7 separate regions of the Mus musculus genome follow, and all the other regions are linked to region 2. Evidence: chromatin contacts called from public Hi-C and HiChIP or PLAC-seq data. All regions are on one chromosome and are shown on one strand. The core of a region is the stretch at or near the end of the contact, and the rest is flanking DNA. Distances in the headings are between cores, read along the strand shown.

The links. HiChIP or PLAC-seq counts read pairs in DNA pulled down with a chosen protein or histone mark. Hi-C and Micro-C count contacts between places; a contact is called where the count stands out from the background.
Region 1: a contact with region 2 is called in a Hi-C map of forebrain, with 4 times the contacts expected there. The contact joins two enhancer-like sites. A contact is called at or near these places in 1 of 484 Hi-C or Micro-C datasets (forebrain) and 6 of 115 datasets of contacts at active chromatin or transcription factors (the NIH/3T3 cell line, bone marrow-derived macrophages, craniofacial prominence and 3 more).
Region 3: a contact with region 2 is called in a CTCF HiChIP or PLAC-seq map of the NIH/3T3 cell line, with 7 read pairs. The contact joins two enhancer-like sites. A contact is called at or near these places in 13 of 39 promoter capture datasets (the 3T3-L1 cell line, the C10 cell line, cranial neural crest and 9 more), 1 of 15 datasets of contacts at CTCF or cohesin (the NIH/3T3 cell line), 2 of 484 Hi-C or Micro-C datasets (the HL-1 cell line and nephron progenitors), 12 of 115 datasets of contacts at active chromatin or transcription factors (the NIH/3T3 cell line, bone marrow-derived macrophages, differentiating embryonic stem cells and 9 more) and 1 of 9 other capture datasets (liver).
Region 4: a contact with region 2 is called in an H3K4me3 HiChIP or PLAC-seq map of embryonic basal ganglia, with 5 times the contacts expected there. The contact joins two enhancer-like sites. A contact is called at or near these places in 1 of 15 datasets of contacts at CTCF or cohesin (the NIH/3T3 cell line), 3 of 484 Hi-C or Micro-C datasets (the HL-1 cell line, colorectal tumor organoids and neural progenitor cells), 10 of 115 datasets of contacts at active chromatin or transcription factors (the NIH/3T3 cell line, astrocytes, craniofacial prominence and 7 more) and 3 of 9 other capture datasets (embryonic stem cells, embryonic tail and embryonic trunk).
Region 5: an H3K4me3 HiChIP or PLAC-seq map of craniofacial prominence shows a contact between it and region 2, with 7 times the contacts expected there. The contact joins two enhancer-like sites. A contact is called at or near these places in 4 of 484 Hi-C or Micro-C datasets (embryonic stem cells, growing oocytes, pancreatic cancer cells and 1 more) and 11 of 115 datasets of contacts at active chromatin or transcription factors (craniofacial prominence, embryonic basal ganglia, embryonic brain and 8 more).
Region 6: an H3K27ac HiChIP or PLAC-seq map of SST interneurons shows a contact between it and region 2, with 4 times the contacts expected there. The contact joins two enhancer-like sites. A contact is called at or near these places in 2 of 484 Hi-C or Micro-C datasets (embryonic stem cells and uterus), 6 of 115 datasets of contacts at active chromatin or transcription factors (SST interneurons, craniofacial prominence, embryonic basal ganglia and 3 more) and 2 of 9 other capture datasets (embryonic stem cells and embryonic trunk).
Region 7: a FOXA1 HiChIP or PLAC-seq map of pancreatic cancer cells shows a contact between it and region 2. The contact joins two enhancer-like sites. A contact is called at or near these places in 16 of 484 Hi-C or Micro-C datasets (the C2C12 cell line, the HL-1 cell line, astrocytes and 11 more), 22 of 115 datasets of contacts at active chromatin or transcription factors (the NIH/3T3 cell line, astrocytes, craniofacial prominence and 14 more) and 3 of 9 other capture datasets (embryonic stem cells, embryonic tail and embryonic trunk).

Annotation. Positions count from the first base shown.
Region 1 is chr9:41,663,940-41,668,045 of GRCm38.p6, reverse strand. It overlaps Gm35835 (a long non-coding RNA gene), which reads left to right. Exons shown (of 5, transcript XR_379295.4): 4 at 2,109-2,243. Among named protein-coding and RNA genes, the nearest start is that of Gm35835, 71 kb to the left of the region's middle. Within about 2 kb of position 2,480, at least 28 of the 459 cell types and tissues checked have an H3K27ac peak or open chromatin away from gene starts, as enhancers often do. A contact at or near this core is called in forebrain, where this site is marked.
Region 2 is chr9:41,227,427-41,231,303 of GRCm38.p6, reverse strand. No RefSeq gene overlaps it. Among named protein-coding and RNA genes, the nearest start is that of 1700063D05Rik, 23 kb to the right of the region's middle. RefSeq lists an enhancer at 759-3,402. Within about 2 kb of position 2,348, at least 216 of the 459 cell types and tissues checked have an H3K27ac peak or open chromatin away from gene starts, as enhancers often do. A contact at or near this core is called in the NIH/3T3 cell line, SST interneurons, astrocytes and 10 more, where this site is marked.
Region 3 is chr9:41,540,451-41,544,118 of GRCm38.p6, reverse strand. The region is part of intron 4 of Mir100hg (Mir100 Mirlet7a-2 Mir125b-1 cluster host gene); the gene reads right to left. Among named protein-coding and RNA genes, the nearest start is that of Mirlet7a-2, 5.6 kb to the right of the region's middle. Within about 2 kb of position 1,283, at least 18 of the 459 cell types and tissues checked have an H3K27ac peak or open chromatin away from gene starts, as enhancers often do. A contact at or near this core is called in the NIH/3T3 cell line, embryonic fibroblasts and pancreatic cancer cells, where this site is marked.
Region 4 is chr9:41,696,709-41,700,348 of GRCm38.p6, reverse strand. All of the region lies in intron 2 of Gm35835 (a long non-coding RNA gene), which reads left to right. Among named protein-coding and RNA genes, the nearest start is that of Gm35835, 39 kb to the left of the region's middle. Within about 2 kb of position 2,123, at least 53 of the 459 cell types and tissues checked have an H3K27ac peak or open chromatin away from gene starts, as enhancers often do. A contact at or near this core is called in astrocytes, embryonic basal ganglia, embryonic forebrain and 2 more, where this site is marked.
Region 5 is chr9:41,611,270-41,614,956 of GRCm38.p6, reverse strand. It overlaps a transcript of Mir100hg not described here. Among named protein-coding and RNA genes, the nearest start is that of Mir125b-1, 31 kb to the right of the region's middle. Within about 2 kb of position 2,341, at least 126 of the 459 cell types and tissues checked have an H3K27ac peak or open chromatin away from gene starts, as enhancers often do. A contact at or near this core is called in craniofacial prominence, embryonic basal ganglia, embryonic brain and 5 more, where this site is marked.
Region 6 is chr9:41,630,260-41,634,290 of GRCm38.p6, reverse strand. No RefSeq gene overlaps it. Among named protein-coding and RNA genes, the nearest start is that of Mir125b-1, 50 kb to the right of the region's middle. Within about 2 kb of position 2,225, at least 19 of the 459 cell types and tissues checked have an H3K27ac peak or open chromatin away from gene starts, as enhancers often do. A contact at or near this core is called in SST interneurons, where this site is marked.
Region 7 is chr9:41,726,360-41,730,623 of GRCm38.p6, reverse strand. All of the region lies in intron 2 of Gm35835 (a long non-coding RNA gene), which reads left to right. Among named protein-coding and RNA genes, the nearest start is that of Gm35835, 9.0 kb to the left of the region's middle. Within about 2 kb of position 1,288, at least 10 of the 459 cell types and tissues checked have an H3K27ac peak or open chromatin away from gene starts, as enhancers often do. A contact at or near this core is called in embryonic fibroblasts and pancreatic cancer cells, where this site is marked.

The DNA.
Region 1 (4,106 bases), core at 1,231-3,730, 440 kb before region 2:
TTCTCTTACACGATTCCACAGACGTGGATGTCCAGTCTGAGCAATGACAATGGCTAATGTTTGCTAAAGTTCTACTATGTGTTAGACGTTTTTGTAGGTGCAATTAACTTTCTAAGTTAAAGTGCTGGTATTTAAGACTCATGCTAACATTTCATACCACTATTGAAAAATCAGAAACCAGGAATTACATATCTACATTGTTCTTCTGCTCATTGGAAATAACTTCACATAGGATGCTTTCCTCAGAAAAATCTGCTCGAGTGTACCTGGGAAGGAATTCATTGACATATACAGCAAGGTAAAAGAGGGAATTTAAAGATAAGAAGGGAGAGTTATTAAAATAATAATAAAATATATACAGAGGTAGCATGCTTAATGAGCATGGTAGAATTGAAATCTTTGTCTATAGAAGGAAACAGTTCATTAGAAATAGAGAAGCTGGGCTTTTGTCTGGTTCCATCTTTACTGGAGTAATGCAGAACCTTATACAAGTTCAAACTTTTTGGTACTATCTCGGCACAATCACAAAAAAACCTCACCCAAAGCTTCTGTAAATAGAAAATAGTAGATGGGAAGGAATGTAAAGATGTGTAAGTGAGCAAGCTCACTCCAGAGAGTAAACATTGTGTCTGAAGTCACAGGATGCAAAACATAGACTGCCCCAGTAAGTTCTCCAGGAGCCATTAGTTAACATAATGGAGATATAAGCAAAGATAATCAATGCAAGACACATCATAACAGAGCAGAACTCGCTCCACTCCTCTGTACTTGGCCCATTGGTAAAGGCACAGGATCCATTCTGTGTACAAACTCTCATTACTTGTTAGAGGCCTGGATTGGAGTCTTATGTAGAGATGTCAGAGGCATTGTTTAGGCGAGGCAGGAAAGAGGGAGGCTGGACTCAAATGGATCCAGGTTTAGCTCTCTTTCTCCTTCTGTTTTAGCAGACAAATAATCTGTTGCAACTTTGCCGCTTCTCTTGCATGGCTTGGCTCTGTACCCATGCACCATTTTGTTCTAGGGGATGCCTAGACGGATTCTTCACAGAGACCCGTGAGTTATTACTACCAAAAATAAATGTAGGATACAAAGGGCAGGGGAAGAGGTAAAGCAGTCTTTCAAACTCCAAAGCCGGTTGAATTTTCTAAGAATTGTATTAAAAAATCTTCCTTTGTTTCTGAACCATATCATCATGGGATGACTAAGTCTCTGCTTTCTTTGTGTACATAAAGAAACCTTCCAAGCACACTGTGCTTGCTGTTACACAAATGTCCTCATATATAGTAACCTATCGTAGTGTCTGGCAAACGGTAGTTATTCAGTATAGCCATACACTGCAAGATTCTTCTGTTTGAATTGTCCACAGGTATGATGGTGGTCCCATAAGATGACATGGTCTAGTGATACCATAGCCATCTTAGTTCTAAGCCTGGTTTGGTTATATAATAAAAATGCCTAATGACACATTTCTTAGAAATAATGCATGATAGGATATGTTTTCCTCATTGGCTGGCAATCCTGCTTTTTTTTTTTTGAAGTTTATATGGTAGACAAAAGGTTGTCATCATAGAGATAATTGGAAATGAGGGTCCAAAAGTCATATACCCGTGAGAACTCCCGACTCCCCTCATCTTTGAGGACACCCCTCAATACTTACATTTAACTTTATCGTTTCCTTTGAAGCTATGCACTTTAGGTATATGTGTTTTCTTATTATTTTCTCTGTTTCTCCTTCCCCCAAGTTTCTTCAGCCCTTGGAATTCCCCACAATGGTGACTGACACCCACATTTATCTAGGCACTCCCAACACCTGGGGATTAAAGAATGCCTTCCAGGCTACCAGTTTGAGTAAAGACTATTGTGACTATAGAATCTCGAAGAAAAAAATTACCATGAGGAGGCACACTGGAGATACATCCTGTTTCCTGAAGAACCTATGTCTACAACCCCTGTGGTTGAGTTAGTTGTAATAGCCAAATCAGGAGGAACGTCTCTGGGTGGGAGGGCCCTCAGAACACCCACTTTCCAGTTTCGCTTTATTGTATGGCCAAGAAATGGAAACCACCAAATGTTTCTTTGCCTTTATTTTGTATGGTGGTTCCCCCTAGACTTCCGGACCTCTCCATGACCTTTGCTGCATGCATGAGGAGAAACGGCCTGCTAGAACAGATCTGCAAAGGATTGCTCTGCCTGAGGCTGCCTGAGCTTACAACTGCAGTCTGAAGGGATAAGGAACTTGAAAGGTGGGTATCCCACTTGGACTCTCCAACCTCCCGTCGGACATTTCAGCTGAATGGTAACCATAATGGGTATAAGAAAGAACAAAGCCATTTCCCAAATCTGCCTCCCCCGCCTCTCTCTCGCCCAGTACGCCATGCTTCCTGTTTCCCTAGTAATGAAAATGTGTTCATCTGTCAAGGGGAAAGCTGCCCCACTGTCTTAGGTGCAGAGAACTCCAATCACAGCAGCTGCTGGGACCAGACCGAGAGCCAAGCTCCTCATTTGTTTTGGCTAACACTGAAGAATCCGTTTAGGCATCCCCTAGAACAAAATGGTGCATGGGAACAGAGCCAAGCCATGGAAGAGAAGCGGCAAAGTTGCAACAGATTATTTGTCTGCTAAAACAGAAGGAGAAAGAGAGCTAAACCTGGATCCGTTTGAGTCCAGCCTCTCTAACATATTCTCCACTTGCAACACAGATGATTTCCTCTAATATCGCTCAACAGGTGCTAAACTGTAGCTTTGCTGAAGATTAATCATGCAGCCTTGGAAACCACACTAAAAAATACCAAGACGGCTCCCAGGATTTATAGGCTCTTTCTCCAGAGTACTCAGCACAGAGTATATATAAACAGCATGCATAGTATTACACATATGTATATTAAATGTATAGTGAGTCCTTGCCAATGCAATCCTGCGGAAAATCTCATTGCCTTCTGTATCCACTAGGCACTCTGTGCATGTATGAAGTACATTGCATACCAATAGGAAATTATGCTTGCATGTGCATCTCCTCTTAGGTTATGTGTTTTTTATGCCGTGTCTTTCACTGAACTCTCATTTTATGAAGTAGACACTCCAGACATATGTATGTTAGAGCCTGTGCTTGCTGCCTCCAACTTCTCCAATACGTATCAAGTCAATCTCACAATGTCTCTAGGGAGGACACAGTGAACATGGTCATTCTGTTGAAAAATTTCCAGCACTGTTTATATTAAAAGCTTCACCGAGTCCCCTGTTTTGCTATATTACAAATAAAACCCAAGACTGTGTAGTTTTACATGATTCAGACTGTTCACGAAGTGAAGTCCACGCTACAGGTCATTTAGTAGACAAGCGATGAAGGATGTAGAGCCTGGGAGTAAGGCGAGGCTTTGCTTTTCCCCTAAATTGGCCAGAATATGGATAACCTTGAACTCTGGTTGGATGCTGATAATCTGATTAGAGAGGGAATTATGAAGGCAAACTCTAAGCAAGATGGACAGACAGAGAAATATCTTAGGATCCTTAAGTGACTCAAGAACTTTGAGGGACTATCCCAAATCTGACTAGGTTTTATAAGAGTGTCTTCATGGGGACAGTACAGCGTGTGTGGGCCTTTATCTTAAAAAATACCCAAATAAGTACTTTTCTGGGACAAAATAAGCCAGAACCCAGTCATAATGGGCGGAGGGAGTGATAGAGTCATAGTGGGCGGAGGGAGTGGTAGAGGTGTTCTATCTGAATTTCTAAGTCTTAGGACAAGGCTGTGATCTAGAAGGAATAAAAGAACATGCCCACTGGGTAGAGACTCTATTCTGAACAAGCTCCAGACTGGGGAGCATGGAGGGTAGAGTCAAGCTTGTAAGCCCCTCGTGATTAGATCTTCCTCCTTGAATACTCTCCTTCCAGAGCCACAGTGCTAGCCTAGCTGAAGCTCCCACAGCGACAGCCCTCTGCTGTGAGGAAGAGTAGTTTTGTACTTTCTTGTGACTGGAAACAACCAGTTAATTCTGTCCAGACCCACCAAGAAGAGGGAAGAAAAAAAAATCCTTTCATCTTGACCCTTCCTATGTATCTCCTGCTTACTTCCCTAGGCTGAGTCATACTTCCATATTATTTCAACA
Region 2 (3,877 bases), core at 1,099-3,598:
GTTTCCCTGGGGTACTTGGTACAGTGATCTGCTCTGCTTTCCTTCACAATTGTCCTGAGGCCCTTTGTGTTTTCAAACTGCTCTGCCACTGTTTTGTTCCTTAGGATTCACTTAAAAATGATTCCATGAGGGGATACCGTGAAGCAAGCACAGTTCAAAGGGTTTCTGACGAAACTGTAACAGAGAATTTGAACGTTGGTACATTGATAGGGTGTTTTCAAATTGTCCTTTTAAAAACATAGTCATGTCCAAAATTCAAGCATGCTTGAGAGAACACCAAGCTCAGCTTTCTCTCTTTGGAGACAGGGTACAGTCGACAGATGAAAGCGCACAATGGTCAGATACATTTACATTTCCGATAAACAGTTGGCTTGTTAGCATACATGTCTCAATAACCCCATAAGAAATCTAATTTTAGGAGTTCTGGGTTCTTATTTTCTAAATCTGGTACCTCTGGAACAGGAAGAAGATGTATTAATCACCCCAGAGCTGTGTGAACTGCAAGATAGATAGATAGATAGATAGATAGATAGATAGATAGATAGATAGATAGATAGATACATAGATACATAGATACATAGATACATAGATACATAGATACATAGATAGATACATAGATAGATACATAGATAGATACATAGACAGATACATAGATAGATACATAGATAGATACATAGATAGATACATAGATAGATAAATTGTAATCTTCACCCTTTTAAAAAGTTTTAGAAATTTATTTGAGTCCAGTTACAAGCTGCCCTCTGACCCTTACATGCCAGTCATGGCATGGGAGCACTCATCCACACACAATAAATGTATACGCATGCATATGTGCACATGCCTGCGTGTATGTGTGGTTATGGGTATACTGCGTGCATTCTTGCATGCGTGCATGAGTTGTGTGTGTGCACACACATATGTGTGTCTGTGTGTGTCTGTATGCGTGTGTGTGTGTGTGTGTGTGTGTTTGTGTGCGCACGCGTGTGTGTTCATGCACCTCAGCGCTCATGCGGAAGTCAGAGGACAACTTTCAGAAGTCTTCCGTCCCCTTGAGGCAGGGTCTCCAGTGTAATCTTCCTGGGTTGGAGCACCATCTTCGGAGATAAAATGCTACCTAAACTTAAGATCAGTTTATTGCTAGCTAGATTATACACAGCATCACTCCATCACCCAATATTTACCTGGAGACTAACTGGTATCGGGCAATGGGTGATGGGCAGTGGGTGCTGTATTTAGAGCAAAAAGATCCGAGGTTGAATTTCATCATTGACTGTAGCACCTTCGGCAAATTAATTCCTCAGCGTCTCAGATTCTTTGTCTACGGCAATGGGGATAAGACAGTTATTATAAGAGCCAAATTAGCTAATGTGCACAGAAGCACTCTGCTTTTATGAATGGCTATAAACAGATTATGACTTATTAGAGAGCCACTCTGATCTAGGAGTAGCCCGACCGTCAGATCCCAGCACGTGGGGAGAAGAGAAGGGATAGGGTCAACCTGAGGTATGCAGTGAAACCCAGGGGAAGAGATGGGGAGAAAGTGAAGGAGAGAAGAAAAAGAAGAAGAAAAAGGTGCCGCCAAAAGGTACCCTGGCTTCAGCTCGCCTTGAAGTGGGTTATTGTCGAAGCTGCACAGGGAGGAGCTCTTTCTCCAAATTTTCAAGGGCAGAATTCTTAGCCAGTAACCACAAGTAGTTATTTTACCATCCATTCTCTTTATATTTCAAAAGACTCGGGTTCAAATGTCAGTTCCAAGTCTCTGTTTCTTCTCATAACAAATGGACCAAATGATATTCACTCCACAGGAAGGAGGGCTAAGAAAAATAGAGGCTTACTTGGGGTTTTCTGTCTAGGGATGTGTGTTCTCATCTGTGCTCCTCCTGGAGTGTCCCCTGTAAGCCCCGGGGAGTGGATAGGCTTAAGGAATAGGCCTCAGTTTTCCTTGTCTTTCTTTGCTTAGTGGCTCTAAAATCAGAGCCCAGCAGGAGAGTCGTGGGAGAGGCCTTCTAAGATGGGGTCAGAAACGCTCAAAGCAGTATTACTACCGATCTCCCTGCACTCCCAAGACAATAACCTTCTCTAATCACTACCAGATTCCACATTCGCGCCAGAAAGCAGCAGGGAGCAGTTGCCTTGACCCGCCAGGGCCTCCAGCCCCTCCCCGCCAGACGCAGACTAATGCGATACAGACGTCTCCCTCCCAGCACCGCTCTCCCACCCGCAGTCCCTCTCCAGACGGACATCGCTCTTCCGAAGTCATTTTTTGCAGGTCACCAGGCCACTTTTCCACGAAGCCAGGGAGAAGCCTGCACCTCGGGACTTCCTAGCTACCCAGAGGGTATTGTATTCACTCCTGGCGGAAGCCAACTTCAAAAGGGTATCAGGCGGGGCTTCTCACTCATTTCGATGGTACAACAGTGACCTCCAGTGGCAGAGCCGGGAGACAAAAAAAATCTGCAACGTCTCAGAATATTCCTGTCCTCATAGAAGACAGTCTACAATAGGACACGATTTCTCTTGTAAACAGCGTCTAGGACGACGACGACGGTGATGGACTCCATAGTTGCTGAATCCAAGCAATCCTGCAGAGATAGCCAGTGGCAAGTTTCCAACCCACGATCTGAGCTCCATGGCCTATCATTTATTTAGTACAGCTCCCTCAGCTCTTAATCCACTCCAGACCCCGCCCTGGTGCCCAAGTGGCTTGTGTTAATTCCACTGCTAGAAATGACCTCTTCATCTCTCTGCCTGATAAAATCTTCGTGTGATGATGTCAGATGAGAACATGCCACTTGGGGACACTTTCCAGATCATCCCTCCTAACAGAATTGATTTTGTCTTCAAAACCAAATAGTATCAAGGACGTCAATACTGCTGAATGCATTCGGCTTGAGAAGCAACACGGTACAGCACTGTTGTAGGGACTTCCACTGCTGAGAGTTCTAGGTGAAGGATGGAAGGGTGTGGGAGTGTCAGGCACATCTGCAGCACCATGACACATGCCTGAGGAAATGACATAAGAGAGGAAGGGTTTATTTTGGCCCACAGATTTGTATCTTTCTGTCCACTGTCATTGGTATCTGTTGGTTCCAGTCCAGTGTTTGGTGAGGCAGAACATGAGGGCAAAGAGCAAAGTGGCCCTCCTTGGGACAGATAGGAGATGGGAAGGGACTTAATAAAGACAAAATACATCTCCTAATACATCATTAGAGGCTACTTCCTCCAGTGTGGCCTTCCCTCCTATCTCTACCAACTCCCATCATATTATGAGCTTGTGAATGGACTGATCTACAGATTAGTTCCGAGTCCTCAGGAACCAGTCATCTTCCCTTCGCTCGACTGTTGACTGTCGCGTTGAGAATAGAGCCCTTCACATGTGATCCTTGACAAGGGGCACACTTCATATGCAAATTATAATTACTGAGCTCAGAATGCTGCAGACTAGTGGGGTGTGCACAGGAAAAAACAACTGCCATCGAGTGTAGTAAGGAGTTCCATATTTGTCTCAAGTAAGAGTCATCACTCCAGTCAGGGGGAAGAAATGCAATCAGAGACTGTCTAAATAAATGGAAGGGCTTTGCTTGGGTATTTGGGGGCTGAACGGGAGTTAATGAGGCAGGTAGAATGATTTAAGATGGGGGAAGAAAAGAAAAGATGCTCATTTGGATGTGAAATAACTACCTAGAAGTGATTTCGTTGCGACAAGGGGCAGCCCACGCTGGCTGGATTATCTATCACTGGATGTTTTACAGTCAAGAGATACTAGGCTGGAAGACTACTGAAAGCAGGATTGGGATCTTCCAAACTGTTGGCTATATAACCCAGGGTCATCAATGATTGCTGAACTATAGCATGATTCGGGGAGAATAAGCTCACG
Region 3 (3,668 bases), core at 34-2,533, 310 kb before region 2:
GTGCATTTCCAACTGGAACCATAGAACATAAATGGTAAAGTTGAACGGAGACAGTGCTCTGCCAAGCTGAGGTCTGAAATTGGCGCTTTTACATGTCAAACAACTCTCCGGGATAAATTTAGCTTTATAATGCTGACCTCAGAATGCACAAAGTTCAGAATTACTTACAAGCCTTAAGAAACGTTAAACTGTGTTCAGAACAGTTTTAGCTTTAATAAGAATAATTTCTTTATTTTAATAGGTAGTGTCCTAGTTAGGGTTATCATTGCTGTGATGAAACATTGTGATCAAACACAAGTTGGGGTGAAAAGAGTTTATTTGACTTACACTTCCACATCACAGTCTATCATTGAAGGAAGTCAGGACAGGATCTCAAACAGTGCTGGAAGCTGGAGGCAGGAACTGGTGTAGCGGCCACAGAGGGACGCTGCTTATTGGCTTGTTCAGCTTGCTCTTTTATAAAACTGAGGACCACCAGCTCAGTGATAGAACACCTCATAATAGACTGGTCACTGCTCCAAGTATCACCAATTAAGAAAATGACCCACAAGGCTTGTATACAGCCTAATCTTATAGAAGCATTTTCTCAGTTGAGGCTCCCTCCTCTCAGATGATTCTAGCTTGAGTTAAGTTGACACAAAACCAACCAGCACAGGTTGTCACCCGTACACCTCATATAGGGACATTCTAGTAAAATGATTACCCGAAATCTTTGTATTTTAGGCATGGCAGACGATAAAAAGTTTATTTCCAGGAATTTTTTTTAACCTTTCTGTCTAGTGTTCAGGGATATGCTTTCCTTAAATTAAAATGTTATTATTTTATGTGTGGTTATGTATATGTGTTGTGTGAGAGAGCAACAGAAAAAGAGTGGCATAGAAAGACACAAACACAAACACAGAGTGGGGGATCAGAGACAGAGACTAAAAGACAGAGCCTATCAGGAGAACCCTACCAGGAGTCACAGCTCTGTCTTTCCACTATACCATCAGGAGATTAGTCTCAGGCTGTTTGATTTGTGCAAAACCGAGATATCTCATCATCTCTGAAATCCTTTGATCTTGCTTGATTTATTGTGGTTTTCATATAGGTTTTGCCATATCAGCAGCACCTAATTGCATAATAATGAACAAATAAGTTAAGACTCCCAGCCACTTAGAGTTTAGAGAACACATAACTGCGAACACCATCATGTCTCCATGAGGCATGTCCACACTGGATGGAAGTATCCTATCGCTGCAGTGGTTCAGCCTCATCATAGAACATGAGCTGCTCCAGTCTGGAATTCCAGTTATGATCTGAATTCTATACATTTTATTCCAATTTACAAGTGGCAACCACAGAACACTTGGGGCCTTATTCATCAAACAATAAGACATTCTAGAATTCCCGGACTAGATGAACTTTTTATACATGTGGTCGGGCAGCCCTTGATGGAAAGGAATCAATGTTTAGTGTGGTATGGCAGTGGGTTGGCCTGGTGTGGTTTGTCTCTGTAAGTTGCCAGTTCAAAGGGAAAGCCGAATCTCCAGCCACACTCTTCTGGCCCCACTTTCAGCAAAGCCAGCAGGACGGTTAACTCAGGGTGACAACAGCAATAGCTAAACTCAAAGACCGTATGCACCACCATAAATTTGAGAACTGTTTCCTAAATCTAAAATTGGCAGTTAAAACTGCAGATAGATTTACCACTGGACAAATTCTTTAGGTCCTAAGAAATATGAATATCTTAACTTTCTTTTATCATAAGACATAAACAATAAAACAGAACCCCTTTGAAAGTCCCATGGGAACAAGAAGTGATCTTGACTAAGATCCATTACCCCAGGACCTACTGGCAAATGAACAAACTGTAAAGGCACAAAATATGTTGTCATATGATATTTCTGGCATCATGTAGATTAGAGTCACTTCCCAGTAATCTTGAACTGACAAATCTCAGCAAAATCATAATTTATTGCTTTTTTTCTTTTCTTTTTTTTGTCTGTCTGCCTTCCTCAAATATATAGATTTTGTGTCCCTCATGCCTAAAGCAGACAGCAGAGAGAAGCAAGATGCACTCCTATGGAATGTAAAGAAAAGAGTCAGTGTGTATCTAATACCTTTTGGGGTTGTAATTAAGAAAAATACCACATAGAGCTTTTTACCTTGTTTGTTCAGAATCCTCTTTTTCCCCCAGTTATATCTGTAAAGGTTGCATCTCTTTCCCCTGCTAGAACCGCACACGTTTATTAAAGCAATCCAGAGAAAATACAGAAGACAGAATCCTCCCTGTAGACAATGGCCAAGCCTTATCAGACACCACGTTAGGTGAACTTCTCCCCTGTGCCACCCCTGCCTTTAATGCACCGTACAGAGAAGGCTCTCATGCTGTAAGGATGTCACATACATTTTCTGTGCACTCAGAGCTTCCTGAATAGAGAGAGATCTATTTGTCTCCATGGTGTTTTGCCATGAACAGTATCGGAGCTGCTGGAACACAATGGGAGATGTGTTTTCCCTTAACCTCTTGACTCAGATATGTTCTGATGCTAAACGTTATTGCATTTCGCATTAGCCCAGAACAGTGGGATATCAGTGACGGATGGAAAACGGCTGAGAAGAGCCATGGCAGCTCTTATGTGCTCCACACTGCAGTTAGTGGCAGACTACTAAGCATATGATATTTATCCAGAGAAAGCAAAGACGGGGAATGAGAAAGGAGGTAGTGAGTTGTGCCTTTCTCATCCTTTCTGTTACTGAGATAATCTGCCCTGGAAAGTGACATGCAGTGTTTGATTATATATATTACCTTGGCAGAAGCTAATTCCCTTTTCTTTGTTACCCTAGTGATCTACAAACCACGGACTCACACACACAGATTCTGTGCTTCTCTTCCGTTGCCCTCTGGGTCAGTAGCCTGATGGTAGTAGCCATTGCTGTAAACTCCTCCTTACCAGCTCGTCCATGCCTCTTTGACAGTATGGGAAGAGAGCTGGGAAAGTATTTTCCCATACTATAGGACAGAATTATACAAAGGCTCAGAAGTAAGAGTCTACTGCATGCAAGCAATGGTTCCACAGTAAGCATCTCAGAATTGCACGTTTCTCAATGCTCTAGACATCCCAGAAATCACCTACTTATGCCTTTGGATGATGAAGTTCTGAAACTCAAATGTCTTGACAATGGCAGAATCAAGTTGAGTGACAGCATTCGTTCTTCCTGTAGGTTCCTTTTACATGGGCTGCAGAAGGGTGTTTTGTTGAGTGAGTGATTTATATAGTATAATTTTCAAGAGAATGCTTAATGTTAACATATCTGTTTCTAAAGTATAGGTTCTTCAGTGCTGTACCAGAGTTCTCTATTAGTAAAAAGAACTAAGCTATAATTCGGGGGGGAAAAAGACTTATTTTACCTTTAAATTATGTATATATGTATGTAAGTTTGTGCAGCTATCCAAGGAGGCCTAAAGAGGACAAACATCTGAGCTAGAATTACAGAGTGTAAGACACTCAGTGTAAGTGTCAGGCATTGAACTTGGTAAGCCATTCAGTGTGGGTGTGAGGTATTGAACTTGGTAAGCCAAGGAGGCCTAAAGAGGGCGATCCTCTGAGCTGGAGTAATGGAGTGTCAGCCATACAGTGTGGATGTTAGGAATTGAATTTGTTCAATACTTCTTCAAGAGTGGT
Region 4 (3,640 bases), core at 874-3,373, 470 kb before region 2:
TTAAAAGTCTCCCTGGAGCGTTGTTGCAACGACACCAGGCTGGATGGTCAACAAATAACCAGTGAACTCAGCAAGAAAGTTTGAATTATCCTAAATTGGGGTGGGCTGCACAGCTGCCTGGAATTTCAGTATACATTTGTTTAGGCAGCTCCCAGATTACTTCTTTCTTCTCACCCCCTGTCTGTGAGCTTCCTTTTGATGGGGGCAATGACAAGAAGCTCTAGGTGGCATCAGTTGGAGAGGCCTGGAGACCTGCCAGGGCCACATCATATATCACTCAAGAAAGCCCTGGAGTATATGCTGACTCAGGGCTAAAGTTTTACCGAGGAGAACAGACATGCAAGCATCAAGCCATGGGGGGGTGGGGCACCAACAAAAAGAGGGTTTCCTGAAGGATGAGGACAGGCAGACACAATCTACCCTCGGAACAATAAGCCAGGATTACACCTGCACGCTTCTAGGCCATTGTATACAGTCTGACTCTGAGTATCACCTCTCATATGGAAAGGGAACTTGGTCTGGTTGTCTATCGTAAAGAGTGTTGTTAGGCTCATCTGCAATGGCACACCAAAGCTATGATCATGATTGTTGATCAGGTAAGACACCTCTGACATTCACCCAGAACAATATTATCTGTCCCTGACCTCCGAGACTGATCTCCTCAGTTGTGAGAGTATGTGATTGATTTATTATTTCCACTGTTACATGAGAAATAATGCTCCCCCTTTTAATTTGCTCAGATTGCGGTCATTGGAGGGACTAGTGAGCCGGTGGCAATGACATCTTCACAGTGAAATCCCTATTGATAGTTCTCCATCGATCTCTCTTTCCACATCCATCACAGTTGCTTTAAAGTTCCTGAAAATTGACCAATACTCCCTACCTGACAGTTCCCCTTACCCATAATTCATTTCTTTCAGTGTCCGTGTCTTGAAGCAGTCAGTGAAGGCTTATCGCTATAGCTATCTACCTTTGTCTGTACACATATATGCACACAGTACCTGCCTCCATGGCATACCAAACCTTCTGGAAATAATGCACAATTAATTCTCTTGGCTGCACTTCAAACAAGCTCAAAAGGGATATTTTCCCTGTTTTCTGGATGAAAGGCAGAGGCCCATTCGTTCATGGGAAGAGCACTACAAGGATTTACACTGACTTTTCTGGCAGCCCAGGCCTTGCACACGTTATACAGCAGTCTTCTTTACTCCCCTGTGGAAGAATTAAACACATCTCCTTCTACTTTCTACATTGGACTGTGGAAAGTGGCAGATCTGTGCTAAATGACCCTGTGGATTGAGGGGGACTAGAGTCTTAATCTTTTGCCGATCTCTGGCTTACACTTTCTGAAGCTGGCTTGTTTGACTAGTAAATCAACTCTGTGTCGATCCAGTTCCCTGCATTTAGGCCATGATTACTCCCCAGCCACAAGAGAAGGAACCTGGTGCTCGGCAAGTCTATCATCTACCTCTCAGGCATGGTGCTAGACCGTAAGAATAAATTCAAAGAGCTCAGGGAAAGAGAGTGTGCCTGCAACCTGCTCTCAGCCCAATAGTCGAAGGTAGATGATTAGATGTCATTAGAAGAGCCTCTCTAAGCCCCGGGACATAATTAACAGAATGGTGACCACCTGCTGTCAGGTGCCAGCATTGGGGGTAATTAGTAAGCCCAGTACCTAAGGATCACAAGGTCTAAGAAAGGAAAGAAGCAGAGAGAAAGACAGAGAGAGAGAGAGAGAGAGAGAGAGAGAGAGAGAGAGAGAGAGAGAGAGAGAGAGAGAGAGAGAGAACACATTCAAAAAGGCAGAGTGAAATCCCAGAAGAATCTGAGAGTTTAGAACAGCAATCTGGAAGAAATCAATCGGGTCCTTTAGGAGCTGCTGATGTCACAGCAGCTAAGCCAGCGAAGTGTCACTGAACCTGAGCACCTAGGGATGTTGGCTGACCTACTCACAGCCCAAAGCCACTGTCACTGTGCAGCAGGGTCTGTCGTTTAGCATCTTACAAATAAAGGAAAGGAAAGCAATCGATATGCAACATGACGAAAGCCTGGGAGAGCCAAACCCGGTTGGCAGGTCACAGGCCCGAGAGAGGCGAGAGAGACAAAAAGGGCCTGGAGATGTCAGCCTCAGATTTCTCAAGCCACACAAAGGCTGTTGGCTTTCAATACACACTGCTTGCCTCTGTTCATGGGAGAAAGGGGAACAAGGTGGTCAGTGTTAAAGGAAAGAGGGGGACAAGCGCCTGACGACAGTCTTGGAGCTGAATTTAAAAACATCAAATTAGAGGCATGTGCGCTGAAATGAGGCTCCGCTGCCTGGGAACGCACCTCCCTAAACAAATGCAGCAATTACGACGGCTGGTGCTTTGGCTCCCGGGTAGCACATTGAACACTGATGGGGGCCAGCGAGCCCACTCATTTCCCAAATCGCCCCTTTCACAACATCTCCACGGGAAAGTTAGGCCTGTCAGCTCGCTGCTTTGATGGCCACTAATACGACATCGCTCCAGGAGGACAAAGCTTAGTGTATGTTTCGACACTGTTCACTTAGCATGTTCCGCAGCCAGCAAGAGTTCCTAGCAGAAATCTCTCTGTCTTTTATCTTTAACATTTTAAAGGCTCAAATCAACTTACTAATATTACGAACCTAGACTTCATAATAGTATGTACACACACACACACACACACACACACACACACACAGATGCTCCTAAGAATTGTACCAAATGGTGGCCCTGCATCCATACATAGCAGTCTAGATTTTCTCTGAAATTCAGAACCAACTGACCCAAGCACTCACTCACAGGGCCCTGGAGTTGATACTGTAGCTACCAGGCTACATTCTTGACTTCCTCCCTAACATGGAGTTCCCATAAACTCTGTTGTTGTTGTTGTCTTGTTTCTGGATCTCTGGGTTTCTTTTAACATCCAGCTCCTAGGACCCCTGAGTTGGCCTTACTCCTACCCTGCTCTCACTCCATGTCTCCTGCCTTGTCTTATCTTCCTAGTCAAGGCTTCCAACTGCTTTTTGTAAGCAGTCATTGTTCAGGGTCTTGGTGTGACCTGAATATATTAGGAAGGTGGCAGGAGATCAGGGAAGGAGAAAAGAAAGAAAAACAGCAGAGCAGAAAATGCTCTGTGTGCAAGGTCTTTCCCAACAGAAAGCAGTTTCCTCAGGAGTTAACAGTGATGGAGTTTGTTGGGTGGGTTTTAATGTGTTCTGTCCTGAGCTTCTTGTTTCAAAAGACTTCACAACCAACATAAGTGAGGCTACTGTAATACAGTGCTAGCAAAAAATGGAGGCTATTACATAAATATGAAAGAGTAGGGGTTCCTAATAATTACCCTAATATTTGTTCCTTTCAGTAACAGACTTTGCCCTGAATAGAGTTGGGTGGTAGCCCCAGCCTCATTACTAACAAAGTTCCCAGCCTCATCTATCACAAAAAATACTTTCATACTCAAATCAAAGAAACATGTAACTGCCAAGTCATCAGAGATACAGGGACAAGGACTGTGGGTTAAAGGTCAGAGGGCTAGGAGCTGTGAAGAAAAAAAATAATCACAACATACCCAAGAGAAGTAAACTGATTCAAAAGTATGTAAGAACAAGTAAGTTTCTGCTACCTTCCAGTGGGCC
Region 5 (3,687 bases), core at 1,092-3,591, 380 kb before region 2:
GGCTTCAAAAATAGAAGCTTAACTCAGAGGGAACTAGCCATGCAGTCTCCTAGCAGTAAGAACTGCAGTCTTCTGAGATACACAGAGGCTCCATCCTCAGCAACCGCCTTGTGGAGTTGTAGCCAGTCTCCTCAAATACCAACACAACGCCTGAACAAAGTAAACCCCACTCCAGGAGTGCCGAGCTCCCGCCATGGAAAATCTCTTAGTGTGCTACTGGAAAGAGAGAGAAGGAGATGTCATAGAGCCCCAGCCATGTCATCAACACTTGCCTTCAGACCTGTTTGAGGAGAGTGACTTACCACCTTGTTGATTCCTTATAGAACTTCGAAGGGTCACCAACAGCTTACTCTTGGCTGTTGAAATACCTTTTAATATCAAGTCCTGCGTATTATTGTTTCAAAGAAACCAAAACCTACACTTCTCCTTGTGGATAACAGCTCTGGTTTCTACAATTTTCCATCCCTAAACCGACTTGATCCTTTTTAATGGTGCTCATGCCCTCAATCAGGGCTGTGTAAACAATCCATATTACAAATTTCATGAAGACACATGTGAACATTTACCAGGCTTTGGGGAGACATTCCCCAGTTTAAAATATCTAGGTGGATTTTCTTTCTTGGAGCTTATCCGGTCCTAGTAACAGGCAGAGAAAATATTTCCCGTGCCTGTGAGTATTTGGGCCTTTCTTTGTGTGCCTCGATCTTTTCCTTCCATAAAGGAAAAGTGGCGTGCAGTACACTGGGGGCTGAGGGGGGTTTGCAGAAGAAAAATGATGTGAGCAGCAAAAGCCCTGTGGCTGGAGGATCAGATTCCAAGCAGAATTCATTCCTACACTTCCAGTCGTGTGAAAGCGGCAGCCGGTGTTCCTTTTCACTGTATCTGCTCACTTAATTGTTTCTGTCTGTTCATTTCATTCTTTGTGAAAACATTAGCCTAAGGGACATTGGAAGAATCAAAAGGTAGGTTTGAAGTTGAACAGGAAATGAACAGTGGTATTACTGCGGCATTAAAAGAAAAGCTGAGAGCCAGAAAGAAATAGGTACAATTTTAAATGCAACATGTCTGTTCTCTTGTTGTTGTTGGTGGTGGTAGTTTTTATTCTGTAAAAGTCAAGATTAAAAACAAAACAAAACCAAAAAAAACACTTCACAGGCCCTGTGTTTTTACACTGCTAGGCATCTAACAGATGATCTAAGGTATGTGCTAATGAATTTAGCTTATACACGATGAAAAATCAAGAGATTTTGAACTATTATGCAGGAATTTATAAAACCCTGGATGGATTTCCTGACTGCTATAATTATTTAATTCTTTCAGAATTATCCCTCTCCACCCCACAAACCTCCTCTTGCCAAAATTATCAAGATAATTAAGGAAGGAGTGGGAAGGTCAGAATCTCAACCATTTTGAATACCAAGCTGACCAAATAATTCTGGCTCTCTCTGCTTCATTTGTAATGGAATAGTACTTGCTTCTGCTTGGTGTCATGTATGTGCGAGCTGCATTTGATCTCTGGCAGGAGACAGTCTTCAGACGGAATGGGATTTGTCCTCACTCCGGTTGGCCACGCATACCGCAGCCAGTGCGGTTGAATCTTGCCTAGCACTGGTTATGCTAACTGCCACAGCGTTACCAACTGAAGATGGCGTATAGACATTGTCCATCTTCTTCCTGATCAGACACAAAAGAGGAGAGATTCAGACACCACCCTTTGAGGTCACAACTTAGGAGACTGCCCCTTTTACAACATTCTTCACCTTAACAAGGAAACCAAACAATTCCAGGAGGGCAAAGCAAGCCATCAGCAAACTTGTTTAAAATGGCCCAGCCGGATACAGACGTTTTAAGAGGTGAATAATGAGGTGGAAAATATCAGACTTGAAAAAATAAACAAAAGCCTAGGTGTTTAAACATACAAAAGTCATGAAACCATTTATTTTTGGAAGTACTTTGGATTCATTCAGGTGGCCGTAATGAGGACTAGCCCAATAATAAGTAAGAGCCCTTTCCTGCCTTTGAAGAACAATGGATTCGTCGTAGACTCCCATTTGTAAAAGAAACAATCCTGATTTTATATGTGATTATCTCATGAAAAGACTGCCACAGTTTGGAATTCTTTTGTTGGCACCGTATTTCACAGACATTGCACACCTGGAGAAATAATTTAATCAGTAGTTAGATTCAATTATTCATTGGTCATACACAGCACTCATCAGTTTTAGGAGCAGCAAGACACAGGAACTGTTGCTTATAAAAGGGGAAAAGCTGGCTCGGTTAGCTACCTTCATAGAGATCGTTCTCCGTGGAGAATGTAATCCTTCGGCGGTTTCTATTCCTGGAATGGACTCAGTATTTGTGGTGGCAGGGAGTGGGGGTGTAACACCAGTTATGGGTCTGAAATGGGAAAAGCAAAGCAAAGCAAATGGACAAATTGCACGTTAAATACATTGAAGGGAGGGGTTGTATTTTTACAGGTATCAATTATCAGCGTTACAAGTAATAAATAATGCTAAATAAAACATGTAACTAAACGGGCATTAAAGGGCCTTTACGTATATAGAAGACAAGAAAAGCTTTTTTCCCCCCTTCCTATGCTGCAGACTGCAGGCATTTCCCTCTGCCTCTGTCAAGTGCAATTCTTTCTTGATGAATGACAAGGCAGGATAATAGGCTGTGGTCACCATGGCAACCAGACAGCAGCCCTGTGTGCCTAGCATTTTTTTTTCATCTGAAAATGAAACCAGAAGCAAAGAAAAGCTGAAAATGTAACCAACAGATTAACTGATACAAAAAAAGAAGAAGAAGAAGAAAAGAAAGAAAGGAAGAAAAATAGGGACAAAAAGCGAAGTTAGATTACAAGCAATTAAATTACAGTGGCCCAGTCCTCCCCAGCCTCTCCCGGTCTCTCCCACACAACAACCGGATATTTCAAAACACTATTTGATGAACGTGAAAAAAAAATGTTTTGTTATGCTCTTTTTAAATCTCTTTTCTCCAAAAGGTTTTCTTTCTTTTTTAAAATCTAGAGATCACTGGGGTCCTCGACTCTGTTTTTGTTTTAAGTCAGTTAATTTCATTAAACATGGCAGTTCATTGAGCTTTATGTGTTGAGTTTGCTCTGGAATTTCTAAGTTCCTTTCCATGGTCCTTTCCTGGGACTCTCCAGAGACCATAGGCTGCATGTGCAACAGTTTTATCTGCGAGGGGCGGGGGGCGGGGGGGGGGAGGCTGGGAGACCTAGAGCTGAGCAGGAAGACAATTCCCTATTTGCCCCTGTGGTTGTATAGGCTCCAGACACTGGATGCTGGCTAACGAGCATTCCTCTTCCCTGGAGCTAAGAGAACACTACAGATCTGCTCCATCTCAGGGGAAGGTAGCCAGCCACTTCAGAGTGTTATGTATTCTGACTGTTTATTCCATCTCAAAAATCTTCATTGCAGTTTGTCTCAGAGATGTTTCCAGTCTCTACTAAACACACACACAAAAAAAGCAAGAAGGCAGACCTAAAGGAGTGTGCCCTGAGAGTGGTTGTACTTACATTGGATATTCGGTATAGGCTAAGAAATTTCAGCAGGTAGAGAGCAAACACCCCAGCAGGAGCTAAGTCTTGTAACTTCAGAAGATGAAGCACAAATTAAACACATCTTGGGACCAAGATATTTGGTATGAGTCCTATCTCAGCCC
Region 6 (4,031 bases), core at 976-3,475, 400 kb before region 2:
ACTCATCCACTGTGGGCAGCACCATTCCTTTGGTTTGGGTCTTGGGCTATATAAAAGTGTAGCTGAGCACTACTAGCATATATATATATATATGTTCATTGCTCTTGCTATGGACTGTGGATGTAAAGTGACTAGCTGCTTCAAGTTCCTGCGCCTTGACTTCCCTGAAATGATTGACTGTGATCTGGAATTGTGACACAAATAAGCCTTTCTCCCTTAAGTTGCCTTTGCTAGAGTATTACCATAGCATCAGAAAAGAAGCTAGGATAGCACCTCACATCACATGCTGCTCCCATGTTGACCTTCCTCACTAGACCCTCAGCTCCTTTGAAGGACTGGAGCTTGAATGCATGTCACTAGACAGTTTTAGAGAAATGCTGGCTGGGTAAAGGAGTTGCATTATTTTCTATGTGAAATTCCTATGCCTAACTTTTGTGTCTTCCCCCCTCCTTTTTTTCCCAAGTAAAACAAAATGCCAGGGCTGGAGAGATGACTCAGAGGTTAAGATCCCTGGCTGATTTTACAGAGGACCAGAGTTTTGGTTCTCAGCACCCCCATGGTGCCTTAAAACCACCCCCAAACTTCAATTCTAGGTGGTCAGCATTTTCTTCTGGTCTCTTTGAGTTCTTGAGTGTTTACAGTGCACATAAGTTCCTATAGGCACACATACACATGAAATTGCACATACAAAATGTAGCACCTTCCCCACTTTAAAATGTACAGGTCAATGATATTAAACACTTTCAAAATGTGGAATTGTCACCAGCATTTGGGAATCTGCACAATTTTTTTTTCTAAGAATGTTAGTGTCCTACAATGACCTTTCAACAGGGAGAGGCTGGAAACTTTCATTTTCTCTTTGTCTGATACAGTTCAAGGCGAAGAATGAAGAAACTGGTATCTAATTCCTAGTCTTGACTAGAAAACGGAAACAAACACAAGAGCAACCAAATACAAGACTCCAGAATAGGGCTAAGAGTTCCCAAGTGAGTGTGACTCTGGAGCAGGATAGGCTGGATTCATTAGTCTTGAGGGGATTCCTTTGGGATGCTAGAATGATACCTGTGAGCCAGAATGAATGCTAAAGCACAAAAATTCCTGTTTCTACTTCTAGGGGCTGAGAAGTCCAAGAGAGTACTTTGTTATCTGGTGAGGGTCTGGCCACGGCTTCTTAGACGGCACTTTGATCACAGTCCAGGAGAGGGAAGAAGTGATAAAGAGGGTCTAGCCAGTTCCCTCCAAACTTCTTATAAGCTCTCAAGCCTCCCTCACGAAGGTAGGTAGAGCTTTTATGACCTACTTACTCCTGACTTATGAGAATTATCATGTTAGAGTTCCAGTGCCAGCCTGCTCATTTTGGGATGGCCACAAACGTTCATACTATGGCAGGAGAGGAAGTCCTGTGGTTGATAATCCTGTGATGACCCAAAGAAAGATGGGAACTGAGTTGTGTACAGATGATATCCTAAGATCTCTGAGACTCTGAGACTCATCAAATTCTCAAATAGCACCTCATGGCATGCCTACATCCACCCCAACACTTCAAGACATGTGAGACTCTGTGTTTTTTCAAATAGCCATTGTACAAGTAAACTCTGGTTATTGGAAGCTTTTCTTGTTACTCTGAGTCAGTACTGCCACTACCTTGCAGGTACTTACGGGAAGTTGCAGTCTTTTACCTCACAGCAACTGGGACTTGGGAAGGGGAGTTAAAACCGTATCTCTCTCTATTTGTCCCAGACTTGAGAGCTTATGTTGGAGTCAATGGTAAAGATACCTGGTTGGAGAGAGTTTAGTAAGAATGGTACCTAAGGTTTCAGTTTTCATTAGAGAGTTAGCGGGTCAGCCAATGCTGGCAAAGTTGGGTGGGACTGGGTCACAAAGGGTCATGCGTGCCAAGTTAAGAAGCAGAGGGTAGACACTGGCCTTAGCCACTTTGACTTCTGTTAGGATTCTAGCAGTTGAATTTGAGCACAGTTAGCATCTGGGTTAGTCAAAGTCCTCACGAGTGTGTGTTTTCCTTCCACCTGTACACAATTCTTAAAAATAAACTCAAGCATCCTCCAGGAAATAGAGAGAGAAAGGGGTGGGTGGAGATTTATTGCTCAGTTTTGAGTCCCCAGTAGAGATATTTGATGTTACATTCCTCATTGCTTACTTAGTGCTGCTCAGTTCCTGTGCTTTCCTGGGCCCTGGTTCCCCATCTGCAAGTGAGAGCATCGTGATCCATTTCAGATGTGTGCTTCATCATTTGGAGACAAGCTATCTGACTACAAATGCTCTCAATGTCCTCATCAGATTGTATGAATAATTCATGGGTGAGCATCATGTGGGACTGGATTATATTTGGATATTTTATGTTGATAGTTCTTAAGCCAAGCTGCTGTGACTCATCACAACCTTTGGTAGCATTTTTCAAGGGTAAAGAACATGAAACACAAGGGTTCATTTTAAAGAAAAGAAAATAAGGAAAAGGAAAAAAGAATCAACATTAGGGGAACTGAAAGCACAGGGCAAAAACCCCAGTGGTTGGTTTCATATATGTTTAAAGATCATTAGTCATAAAGAAAGGAGTCTGGGACAAATAGAAAGAAATAAGGTTTTCATTCCCCTTCCCAAGTCCCTAGTAACCACTATTCTACTTGACTTCCAGGAGCTCAAGTTTTCTATAGTTCGCATAGAAGTGAGATTTATACAGCATTTGTCATTCTGTGTGTGGCCTGTTTCCTTTAGTGTCATGTTCTCCAGACTCATCCGTACAGTCAATGGCACTGTGGTTTCTTCTTTTGTGAAGTCTGAATAGCAGTCCCTGTGTGTTTGCAGTATATCTCTCATGTCCTTTCATCAGCTAACTAAACACTCAGGTCTGCTCTGAGTCTTGGCTATTGTGGAGAGTACAGCAAGAAAATCTTGCAGGATACGTATCCTTTGGGTATCCTAATTTAAATTTGGATATCTTTTGCATAGTGATATTGCTGAATCATATGGGAGAACTCTTGAATTTTTGAGGCCTCTACATACTCTTTTTCTGTAATGGTTGTATTTATTCACGTTTCCATCAACAACATTTTATTTGTTTGTTTTGTGTATTCACTTTACATCCTGCCCACTGGCCCCCTCCTGGTCACTGCCTCCCACAATCCTTGCCCCTATTGCCCCTCCCCAACTTCTCTGAGTGGGTGGGCTCCCCCTCAGTATCCTCCCCACCATGCCACTTCAGGTCTCTGTGAAGCTAGGTGCATCATCTCCAACTGAGGCCAGACAAGGCTACCCAGCTAGAAGACTATACCCATATACAGGCAACAGCTTTTAGGATAGCCCCTGCTCCACTTATTCAGGACTCACATGAAGAGCAAGCTGCACACCTCCTACATATGTGCAGAGAGACCTAGGTCCAGACCATGTATGTCCTTTGGTTAGTGGTTCAGTCTCTGAGAGTCCCAAGGGTCCAGGTTTGTTGATTCTGTTGGTCTTCCTGTGGTGTTCCTATCCCCTTAAAGGCTGCAATCCTTTAACCTGTTCTTCCATAAGAGTCCCCAAACTCCATCCAGAGTTTGGCTGTGGGTTTCTGCATCAGTCTGAGTCAGCTGCTGAGTGGAGCCTCTCAGAGGACAGCCATGCTAGACTCTTGTCTGCAAGTATAACAGAGAATCATTAATAGTGTCAGGGAATTGTGGTTGCCCATAAAATGGGTCTCAAGTTGGGATAGCTATTGGTTGGCCATTCCATCAGTTTCTGTCCATCCCTCATCTCTGCATATAGACACTGAAAGAACAATTCTCAACTTCATATGGAAAAATAAAAAATCCAGGAGAACCAAAACAATCCTGAACAATAAAAGAAATTCAGGAGCAATCTCCATCCCTGACCTCAAGTTGTACTACAGAACAATAGTGATAAAAATGGCATAGTTTTGATATAGAAACAGACACGTTGATAAATGGAATTGAATCAAAGACCCAGGTATAAAACCACACCCTATTAACACTTGATTTTTAAATAAAGAGATCAAAACCATTCAATAGAAAAAA
Region 7 (4,264 bases), core at 39-2,538, 500 kb before region 2:
GGTGCACTCAATATGAGGATTGGAATTAAGATCTGGTGATTAAAATCAAAACAGAGAGGGGTCATTTCCCTCGGCTCCAAAAGCTACACAGTCCACAGTTCTAAGATAACTGAATTGGTAGCCCCGAGCAAAATTTGTTTTATGTGGTACTGGAGATTGAATCCATACCTTCCTGCATACCATGTAGGCATGTTACATCCCCAGGCTTTTAGAACACTTCTCTCTAGAGGAGAAAGAGGAGCTATTTCTAATTCTCTTGAAGTCCCATTGGCACTAGGATGTGAGATACAGGCTTAAACCTTTTTCCTGGTTCTTTCAAGTCATGGAGAAGTCCATAACCCATTGTTATGGACTGAGTTTCACACACACACACACACACACACACACACACACACACACACACACACACACACACACACAGATAAAGACAGAGAGAGAGACAGGAGACAGAGAGAGATGATGGTTATACCTAGTACTAGGCTCTGGATTTATTTATATAATATCATATGTAGAATATGATGATTGCAGATGTATTAGTTAACATAAAGACATACTGGAGAAGGATGGAAATAATATCCAATATGATCAATGCCCTTCAAAAAGAGATGAGAGACAGAGATATCTATGGAAAAGACAGCCAGTCATTTGATGACACAGAGTGATGTACCTGTTAACCAAGGAAAGACAAGAGTGCCAGCCAACCCCAGAAAGTGATGTATCCTTTGGGAACTCCACTGCTTTGAACAGATCGCAAGGTGTGCTTTTAAGAGTCTAGGTAGGTTCACCCTTGAGCTTTGGAGAAAGCAGGGTCCTGCTAACGTCTTGATTACAGGTCTCAGCTGCCATAAAATTCGGGTAGCAAACCTCTTCTGCTTGAAGTTGCTTACTCTGTGACACTCTATCATGGAAAGTTTAGGAAATGGGCCCATCCACCTATAGATTCCCTGCCAACCCCATGTTCTTTTATTAGGAAAATAAAGTCCTCTTGGGAAAAGAAAATAGACATTATACTTCAGAAAGCCTAATTCACTAGGCTCCTTTCCAGAATGTTCTGGAGAGTCTGAAGATTTTCTTTCCAGAACTATGAGTTTAGAGGCTGTGCCTGCAAACACTTTCTCAGCAGGAGTTTTATTGATGGTTACCTGTGTGTTCAGCCTTACTCATATCTATGAACTTTTAACCAAATGGGCTGCCTTTCCTGGAAACAGCATGGCCAGGGAGTGGGTGGGATCCTCTCTAGTAGCCACATCTAACTAATCCAGGAAGCATTCAGCAGTTATATGATCATTAGTCAGACAAAGTCATAAGTTAGCCACAAATACACTCACGCAACATTTACTGAGTATCCGCCCTGTATTATATTAGGGTGAAAAGACTTCCAAGGCCTGATCTTGTTGACTGCTCTGTTGTTAAAATTAACTTATGTTATGTGTAGAGATAGTTTGTCTGTATGTCTGTCTGCACACCATGTATGTGTCTGGTGCTTGAGGAGGTCAGAAGGAGGCATAGTATTCCCTGGGACTGGAGTTAATAATCTCTGTGAGCTGCCGTGTGAGGGCTGGGAATTGAACTCAGGGCCTCTGAAAGAGAATTCAATACTCTTAACAACTGAGCCACCGCACAAGCCCTGTGATGGTTGGATTTAATGTCAACTTGCCCCAAAGTAGGATTTCCGGAGTAGGAAGCTTCAGCTGAAGAACTGTCCTGATCGCCTTCATTGATTTGGGGAGCTCCATTCAGGGAAGACTCTTGGCTGTTTGCTCACTTGGTTTTTCCTCATTCCCCTTGTTGCTGAAGATGTAGACTCCTGTTTTTATCATGGGCTGAAGACCAGTGGCTCTCCAGGAACCCCTGAGGTTTTGGGCACTCTATTTAGATTCCTGAGGCACCCAGTCTTGTAGACTAAGCAACTTCCAAGATGTTGGCTTCTCCAAGTAACACAAGCACCGTGGGACTGCTCCAACTGTTGAGGCACCAAGCCCCAAGGTTCTTAGCCTCTCAGGTATGAAGCAACTGCTGTCTCACCTATGGGTTCTGGTCCTCTAGAAAATCCTGACTGAGATATATGGCTCTCTGGAGTTTAAAGTGACCAAAGTGAAACTAGGGTTTAACTTAAATGTCAAGAGTCACATCACAACTAAGAGGGTAGTTATCAAGCTTGAACCCAGTTCCCTTCCCTTCCCTTCCACCCCTTCCTCCCTCCTTCCCTTCCCTTCCACCCCTTCCTCCCCCTTCCCTTCCCTTCCACCCCTTCCTCCCTCCTTCCCTTCCCTTCCCTTCCACCCCTTCCTCCCTCCTTTCCTTCTTTCCTTTCTTCCCTTTCTCCTCTTCCCCTTATCCTCCCCCTTTCTCTTTCTGAAATAGTCTCTCAGCATAACATAAGCTGATCTTGAACTTGAACTTGCTTCAGTCTCTCAGTGCCAAGATTACAGGCCTGTACAACCATGCCTGGCTTTGGATTTAGTTCTTTTGACACTAAGTTCAGAGGTAAGAAGGTAAAATGGACATCTTTAGCCAGGTGCCACAGCATGGGAAAATGAAATCCCACTAAGCCTAAGAATCAAAGAAGTCATACACAAATACCACACACTGCTGGGCACAATGGGAAAGCTCCGAGCAGGTCTGACTTTGGGGTTCATGGATGATGCGAACAGGATTCTATCATCTACTGGTCTGTGTTTGTGGTTAGGAACTGAGCTGCATTGTCCTCAATGGATATGTGGGTAGAACACTATCTCTGTCGTTGAGCTGATGTAAGAGTTACCTTGCACGTACACGTACACGTACACATGCACATATATAGGAGATGTTAGCTTATCAAAGCAGCTGACCTAGTGTTTTCTGACTTGGTGCTATCTTGGAAGGCTATAGGTTTCTTGCAAACCCTACTACTACTCTGACTAGAATGCAAAAATATGCTGCTACATACTTACATCTTAAAAGCAGCCATTTCATTTTTGAACATTTACTTTATTTTTGGATTTGTGCCTGTGCGTACATGCCTGTGTTTATGCACACTTGTGTGGGGGTGCCCTCAAAGGATAGAAGAGTGTGTTCTATCCTCTGAAGCTTGAGTGGCAAACAGAAACAGTAGTGAGCTGCCCGGAATGGACACTGGGAACTGAACACAGGTCCTCGACACAAGCAGCAGCTGAGCTCTCCCTCCGGCAGCCCCTCCCACTTGATTGTTCAAAATTAACGAACAAAGCATTTTCCAAAGCATCTCAGTATTCATCTACTTAATCATGGGGTGCTGTTTGGTTGCAGCCTATGCCATGCCTGTCTCATCTGACACAATGCACCCAACGATGTTGTCCCCTTCAGGGGAGTGCTGCTGGGATTTCTGGTCCTCAGTATCTTCTCTGATCAAAATCTCTAGGTGGAAGAGGGAGTTAGACCCCATGGAGCTAGAGAACATTGCTGAGAACAAAGTTTGGTGTCATAGCCAGCTTTCTTATTATATGTTTTTCTTTTACCAGCTTGTGTTGTTAATTCAGTTTCTACCCCAGGACATTTGCATAGACCTGTCCTTTACTTAGCTTCACCAGCCACTCTTCATGGAAAAGGACCCTCTGACACCTTATCTAGAATAGCAACTGTCTGTACACTGATCAGTTTTTCCTTCACCCAACAGGCAAATGGACAGAGACCCAGGATTATATCATGGGCTTTTTCATTTGTATGTGAATCATGGGTTTTCTTCATACTCACTTGCCCTTAAACTCTGCGTTATCTGGAGGGTGTGTGTATGAAGACCAAGTCTTTATGTTAGTCTTTGATATATCACCAAACTCCTGGTGGTGCCAGGCCTATAGCTCAGGAGATATTCACTTCTGCTGGAAATGATTCCACCTGGGATGTTGCTAGTGGAGACACACCACAAAGCCTTTGCTAATGGACACCTCCCAGCATCCCTCACTCTGTATTCCTCTCAATCTGCAGCCAGTGCACGGCCCATTCTACTCCTCTTTGCTCTATTTGGTAAAGATTATTTTGTCTGCCTTTATTTCCACCAAGGTCACGGCCCCTTACGTCCCCTGGAGCAGGGACATTTGTTCCTGGCATCTCTTTATGGACATGCACTAATGCCGGACATCTATCTAATCGAGTCTTTAGTCTGATTTTGCTGACTGGCTTAGATTTAAGGTGCTGCTCGATTTCTTGCTAATGGTTATAAATGTGCCAAGGAAGGGAAAGTGAAAAGTCCAGTGTGTAATGAATCAAACGTGACCTGGTCTGAGCTAGAGCCCTTCCAGAGATACAC